2 separate regions of the Dromaius novaehollandiae genome follow, and region 2 is linked to region 1. Evidence: chromatin contacts called from public Hi-C data. All regions are on one chromosome and are shown on one strand. Each heading gives the region's core, a stretch centred on a gene start, on an enhancer-like site or on the middle of the called end of the contact. The rest is flanking DNA. Distances are from core to core; before and after follow the strand shown. Region 1 holds the start of TMEM40 (transmembrane protein 40). Region 2 overlaps CACNA1D (calcium voltage-gated channel subunit alpha1 D).

Region 1 (3,487 bases), core at 324-2,823:
ATTACTCTGTGTTTTAAATGTATTACGTTACTGTATGTTTTAAAAACAATGTAGTTGATTATAGATAATAACGAGAGAAGGATGATGCTACACCAGCACTTCAGCCGGGCCATGAGCTCACTGCGGAGGGACAAGAGCAGACCTCAGCCTGCTTTGCCCAGCGTAAATCAGTACATAACTGCAGTGAGGTCTTTTCAGCATGCTAGAAAAAAGTTCATATACAGATTTGGACTTCTCCTAGGTTTTTAGAAAGTGAGGCTAGTACCTGCCACATGAGACAACTTCTGCTTAGTTGTGGAAATATTACTGGGGGAAATTCTTCAGTGGGATAGCAAACAATTAAAATAAAACAAGGTTGTTTTGACTTCAAGACAAAAAAGTGGGCTAATTCTAAACCTTTTTCCTTTGACATTGTCCAAATATAACTTTTATCTTTGATTTTTAATTAGGTACTGATACCAAATCTTGCTGAATTTTATTAAAAAAAAAAAAAAGTAAGTCCCTCCCCTGCCCTCTCTCAGACCAAACCGAATGAGCCTTTTAAAACACACCTTTAGGTCTGTGTTTGATCTTAATGGCTGGCTCCAGAAAAAGCTGTCCTTGAGGGCTGGAGCTTCTCTCAGAAAACAAAACCTCGCTCACTGCAGCTCAGTTTGAAATCGTCCTCCGGTTCCCTCAGGCAATGCCACTAAGGAAATCATTCTGCTGTTGTCTGCCCTGCTCCCTGCCACCAAACACAGGTGACATGGGACAGAGCGGCAAACTCAGACACCATACTGCTACAGAGTCCTTGAAAATAGGCGGGAAGGCAGGAAAACGAGTGCGTGTCCATGCTGGGAGGGCAGGAAACCGGCGCCAGCCCGCCCGCCCCCGCCGCACCGCTCGTTTTTCCTTCCTTTCCAACCCGAACGAGCAAGCCAAGACGCAAGCCGCCACGCTGTGCCGCAGTTTGCCGGCCTCTGCGGATCTCGGGCATCTCGGCACACGTCCTCCGGCCGCCCTGCCAAAGCGATCGCAGCGCGCCCCGCGCAGCGACAGCCACGGCTGGAAGTGGTTGCGTTTGCGTTCCTACTTACGGGCCGTGCGCTGGCCTGCGTCGCCGCTCCGGAGCTCTGGAGGAGGAAAACGAACTCCTCAGAAGCCAAAAGCCCCCCTGTCACCGCCTGGGGAAAGCGACGGCAAACAAGTCTGTCGCTGTGGGAAACGGGGAGGGGTTGCTAGAAGGATTTTGTGTATTAAAAAAGAAAAAGAGAGAGAAAGAGAAACATCTGTAAAAGATTCAGAAGAGAGGTCAAAAGAGCTGAGAGGTAGCACTGAAATCCTGAATGTTGTCGCCGTAACCACGATTAGGGTTAGTACAGCAGCGCGATGCCTCAAGGAGCAGTAAGAAACGTACGCGGAGGGTACGAGAGCTCGGAAGCAGCCCCGAGGCCCCCGGAGGCAGGAGACAGGCCTCACCTGTGCCGCGGGGCCGCGGGGCCGGTGCCGCCGGCGTTGGCGCGAGGTGGGCGGAGGGCGGCCTGCCGCCGCGGCCAGCCTCCCCGCACGCTCGGCCCCGGGCCGCCAGCCTGACTCACAGGAAAACCCGGGGTTTGGTTTCATCATTTTGGCTGCCAACGCCACGTGATGTCAGCTGTGTGTGGCAATGGGGAGTTTCATGTTTTCCCTGGGCCGGAGCTCTCCAGAAAGGCGTCACCGGGCCTGATCCAGGCAGCCCAGGGAGCCCATGGAGGGACACCGCCATTTTGGGGCTGGGTTGGGCACTAATGGCCTCCCTGCGGCCTCCCCACTGTGCCCGGCCCCATGGCAGCCCAGCCCGGGGGAGCAGCCCCATGAAGCCGCAGCAGTGCCAAGCACCTGCCCCGCCACAGGCCCCATCAGTCCCCGCTTTCCAGCTCAGCATCACCCCCACAGACGTGTCCGACCTGGGCGATGGTGGAGCCCAGCCGCCCTCTCCCTCGGGGCGGTGGTGCCCGGCCACAAGGGAGCATGGGGATGTGGAAAACGCGTGGCCGCAGCCATCTGTGGGTTACAGGTGTGCTTAGCCGGTGCCCGGCAGGACACACTGGAAAAGGTGGTGCCCCTTTGCCCCACGTCGGGTAGCTGCGGGCTCCTGCGTAGCGAGGGGGCATAGCCACACCTCTGGGGCAAAGGCCTTTACACCACCCTGCTCGAGCGATAAGCTTGAGAACAGCACAGTCTGGTGCTAAGGGGCCTGTTTTGTTTGTAAGTACCTGGGACGTGAACGAGGTGGAGCCGAGTTTACTGATTAGGCTGCCGGGAATGAGCCCAAGGAGGGCAGCGTGCCACCTTGGCCGTCTCCAGCCAGGTTGTCCACCCTGCTCGGGCCAGCCCTCAGCCCCGGCGGGAGAGCCCTGCCCCGCTCCCCAGCAGCCCCCTCCGGCATTACCTGCTCAGTCCAAACCCCTGAATCAGCTGAGGCAAAGGAAATACTTGTGTTTCTAACCAAACCTCCCCGGCCTAGCACCCGTTTTCGCTGTGACGGATGGGCCTCTCGGGGCTCTCCACGCAGTCTGCAACGCATCCCTGCCTGCACCTTTTCCAGCTACAGAAGTTTGCTGGGTTTCCTGGCTGGAAATCAGGTGTGTTTTCCTGGGGAGGCATGTAATTTAAGTGAGTGGGTGCAAACCCTCCATTCGTTAAAATGTTAAGTGTCATTCGTTGTGCATTGTCTGCTTGCTCTTAGAAAGCAACAGGGAGCAGCCCAAGCTGGATCCAGCCTCCCATCCCTGGTTAGCCTTAGGGAACCATGGTAAAGGGCCCATTTTATCTCTGCCCTTTCACAGCAATCTCTTTCACTACCAGCAGGTCTAATAACAGCCCTTTCAGTTCTGATAATAGCAAATACCAGAGTTCAGGTTGAATAATCCTGAAGGGTAAAAGTCTTCCAGATCCTGGAGTCGTTCGCAGGCAATAGCCCGCGCGCTAGTGAATGCCGTTTGCTTTCATCTAGTGAATGCCGTTTGCTTTCATCGACCAACGCCATTTGCTTTCACACCTGACTGACTATGCGGTACTGCGAGCCGTGGCTCTGGGCAGGCCGGCCATCACCCAGCCTGGGCCCCACACGCGTGTGCCCGTTGGCCAGTCAGCAGCCCTCCGATGGGAGGTGGTCCTGACCACCGCAGGTGCCCTTGCTTGGTTTTCCCCTTGCTGCTCCTCATGAGATGCAGTTTCTCATCTTATCCGCTGTGACAGTTCTCTGGCTGTTATTAATTCTTTATCTCTATTAATTAATTTTTTACCTTCCTGGCTGCCTGCCTTTCCTCTTCAATTTGAGATAGCCTATGGCTGTATGTCCTCAGGATATCATTCGGAGTACCAAGTTACTTTGATTGTAGGCTTTACTGCTTTATCTTTTGGCAGGGGAAGAGATATGAACTGTTTCCTTGTAATCCTCACCACCTCCCTTAGAATAACATAAAATCACCCATCCCCGTGTTTGGCTTTGCTTGCCCTACACTGG
Region 2 (3,487 bases), core at 320-2,819, 230 kb before region 1:
GCTCCAATTGGTTAAATGAGAATATCTGGTGTACAGCAATGTCCCAGCTCCCTTCTCTCTGTAATTCATGGACATAACTAAGGAGACATCTACAACGGCCTCACACCAGCTGAAAATTCATCCATGCTAAAGGCTAGACATTTTTCATAAGGGAGCCTGTGCAGCAACATGAGTACTACTATATCTCCTGTGCATCACTAGGCAGTAATGACAGGAAAGTTTCCTTAGATCTCTAAGCAAAAAATTGGGACATAAATTCTTGGTTGGCCATATTACTGCCACTTCATGTCACTGCAAAACATAAGCCGATAGAGGGAGAGAGAGAATTCATCTATTAAAGCATGTAATTTACTGTGCACAGGGTCTGCTGCTGGAAGGTTATGCTCACACTGTATGTAGAACCATCATCCAGACATCCTAGATTCATTTATTCAGAGTAACATAACGCTGAAAATGTACTCAGATGAATACATTATTGATCACCAGATGTACAGAAGAGGTTTCACATAGTAGTAACCATACCAGCCAACAAGTTAGCAGAATCAAATGCAAGTTCTCCAACCACTTGAACTGTAGTGTGTACCACAGAGATGTTGTATAGAGGCACACAAAGTAATACTGCATCTTTAATTACTGGAGATTTATATACATCATTGTTACCTCTTCTATTAGAAGGAATTAAAAAAAAAATCACAGGCTGAACACCACTGAATTATTTCTACAGCAAAGCCATTGATTCTAGCAGAAATTTTGCTTGCACAAGGAAGACCAGGTTCTTGATGAGGAAATGCGAACTGTTATTACCTAGCTTCAGTTACTTCTATATGATTGGTTAACAATCAACAAAATGTATATTGTACAGCTCCAGCACAAACTCTGTGGCAGAGTCTGTATAGCATTACTGTGCCACAGGGTGCACATGAAGGCAATGGAATCATCTGGGGAAACAGCATGATGTGGGAACAGTTTGACCAGGGTGGTAACAGAGCAACAAAACAGAGATCTAATGTTTCAGACTGTAATCATACCTTCACACTAAGATGGACTGATTAGAGACCTGTTTGACTTAAGACACTGGACTTAGAGAAAGAACAAGCAGTTTTCAGGGCAAGACTATACCCCATATACCTCCAACCCTACCACCGTGATGGGCACTTGTCAACTAAGTTGTGGAAATTGATGTGGTTTGTTACCTGCCAGGAGCTCATCAGCACCTCACAGGACCAATCCCTCAGAAACCTTAGTGCAATGAGTACAAACAGGACATGAAATAAAATCAGTTCCCTTCAAGCTCTTACTAGAGAGCATTGAAATACTGCCATTGAGTTGAGTCATCTCTGTTAAGAGGAGTACTGTTGCATACAGTCAAAAGTGTTTTCCCAATTATTTGTCAGTATATTTGATTCAGCAAGGATACTATTTCCTTTTCTCATGTCTGTGTGTGTGTTTGAGTTTTATTTTTACCAGCCACAAAACAATCAAAAGAACCTGCTTTAGATCATAACCTGCTGAGTTCTACAGCTGAATTCCATTTCCTCTTTTTCAATGTATACTCTGTTTATTCATGTGAGGTAGTTAGTTTTTTTTTTTTTTTGACTAAGCCTTTCCTCACTTGCAAAAAAGGAATGCTGTCAAAACATGTTCATTTCCTTCTTGCTGAAAGACTACAGATGACAGTTCACTGCCATTTTCTATTTTGTGCGGCATTATTTAAATGTCTTTTTCTACAATTTTTTTCATGTATACTATAGACAACAGTTCTTAGGTATATAAGCTTACCTGTGCTAATATATTTTACATTACATTGATGGATATTGTTGGTGAGATTAGCATGGATGAGTATGTGCTCTCAGCTTTTAGATTCATTACATATGTATACTGCAAATAATATTGTGAGAATGAAATGGAAAAATTAACATTCTCTTAGTAACCAACAAGACTTATATGTAGGAGGATGTATATAAGGACATGTCAAGGCTTATGCTTTGGTGTCCTTTAGCAAGGAAGTAGATTCAACTTACAGAGATTTATTAAAGCATGTTTGAAAGATCTTATTTGCTCCCATGGCTACCTGAAGTAGTATTAATGCTTTCAGCAGAAAATGCTGTCAGTGGAAACCAGCCTCTAATGATAAGGACTATCTTGAGGAATAGATTATCATGCATCATTAAAGGCATGTCTCTTGATAAGTAAGTTATGAAGTTTTATCATTTATTATTTTCTCTGTTCACAGTAAGACAGTTTAATGCATACTGAATTACTGATTCATTTATTTTAACTTTCAAAACACTTTAAAAGGTACTTTCAAGGTTGGTGACTATTTCTGAATTCCTGTCCCTTACTTTTTAGGGATAACCTCTAACTTTCTAATTTCTAAGCTAACTTCCTAAGTTAATTCAGCTGACCATCCTTTGTACTGATGGTGATGACACACACTGATCTTTTATCTTGGCATATTTTGAGACCTGCTGTCAGGTCCCAGTTTCTGTTCCCAGTATTTTGGGAGCTTGGAGAATATAGGTCCAGTACATGCCTGGCAGACAAGCACTGGAGCAGGTTGCCCAGAGAGGTTGTGGAGTCTCCACCCTTGGAGATAATTCAAAACCAGAGTGGACATACTCCTGGGCACCTTCTCTAGGTGACCGTGCTTGACCATGGTGGGGGTTGACTAGATGATCTCCAGAGGCTCTTTCCAACCCCAACTATTCTATTTGTGATCAGCTAACAGTTACAGGTGTCCAGCTAGATTTCTAAGGAATACACGAATATACTGTGCTAAAAGAAATTGCTAACATGGATGTTTCGGATCACATTTCCAAATACACTTCTGGAACTGGATCTAGAGCCAGTTTTTTCTGGTGTGTTTAGGGAAGAGTTGTCACCTCTGTTCTCAGCCCAGAGGTGCAGCCTTCTCCAGAACTCTCTGTTAAAGTTGGACCAAGAGCCATCACTACAGCCCTTTCCGAGAGCCGTATCTAGAGTCATTTCTGGAGCCCCTTCCTGGAGCTGGATCTTAGGTCAAATTTCCAGCCAATTCTAAGAGCCCTTTCCCAGAGCTGGACTACAGCAAATTCTTGAGCCATTTTTTTGATGTGGATCTAGAGTTGATTGCTCAGTCACTTTTTGGAGATGGATCTAGAGCGCTCTCTCAAGCCCTTTCCTATAGCCATTTCTGGAGCTCCTTTTATAAAGGCCTTTTCTAGAACTGTATCCAGACCCTTTCTGGGTGACTATCTCCAGAGCCCTTTCAGTAGAGCTGCAACTAGAGCCATTTCTGGAGATAGGCCCCATGTCTGGAGCTGAATCTAGAGTATCTCTAGAGCCCACTCCTTCACCCTTGAGTCTATAGAGACTATAGTCAATTCAACAGACTGTTTCTAGAGACCATTTTCCAGAGGTTCTTTTTTCCTTTTTCCAGAACTGTGTCCAGAGCCAGTAATGAACATCCATTTTCTAGATGCCTTCCTCCTCTAGAGCAGTACTGATC

Evidence for each region. Hi-C and Micro-C count contacts between places; a contact is called where the count stands out from the background.
Region 2: a Hi-C map of ovary shows a contact between it and region 1, with 4 times the contacts expected there. The contact joins the enhancer-like site here to the promoter of TMEM40 in region 1. A contact is called at or near these places in 2 of 4 Hi-C or Micro-C datasets (brain and ovary).

What each region holds. Positions count from the first base shown.
Region 1 is chr12:9,902,805-9,906,291 of bDroNov1.hap1, reverse strand. It overlaps TMEM40 (transmembrane protein 40), which reads right to left and starts at 1,573. Exons shown (of 12, transcript XM_064518901.1): 1 at 1,459-1,573; 2 at 1,077-1,163.
Region 2 is chr12:10,134,088-10,137,574 of bDroNov1.hap1, reverse strand. All of the region lies in intron 8 of CACNA1D (calcium voltage-gated channel subunit alpha1 D), which reads right to left. Among named protein-coding and RNA genes, the nearest start is that of CACNA1D, 97 kb to the right of the region's middle. Within about 2 kb of position 1,569, at least 1 of the 2 cell types and tissues checked has open chromatin away from gene starts, as enhancers often do.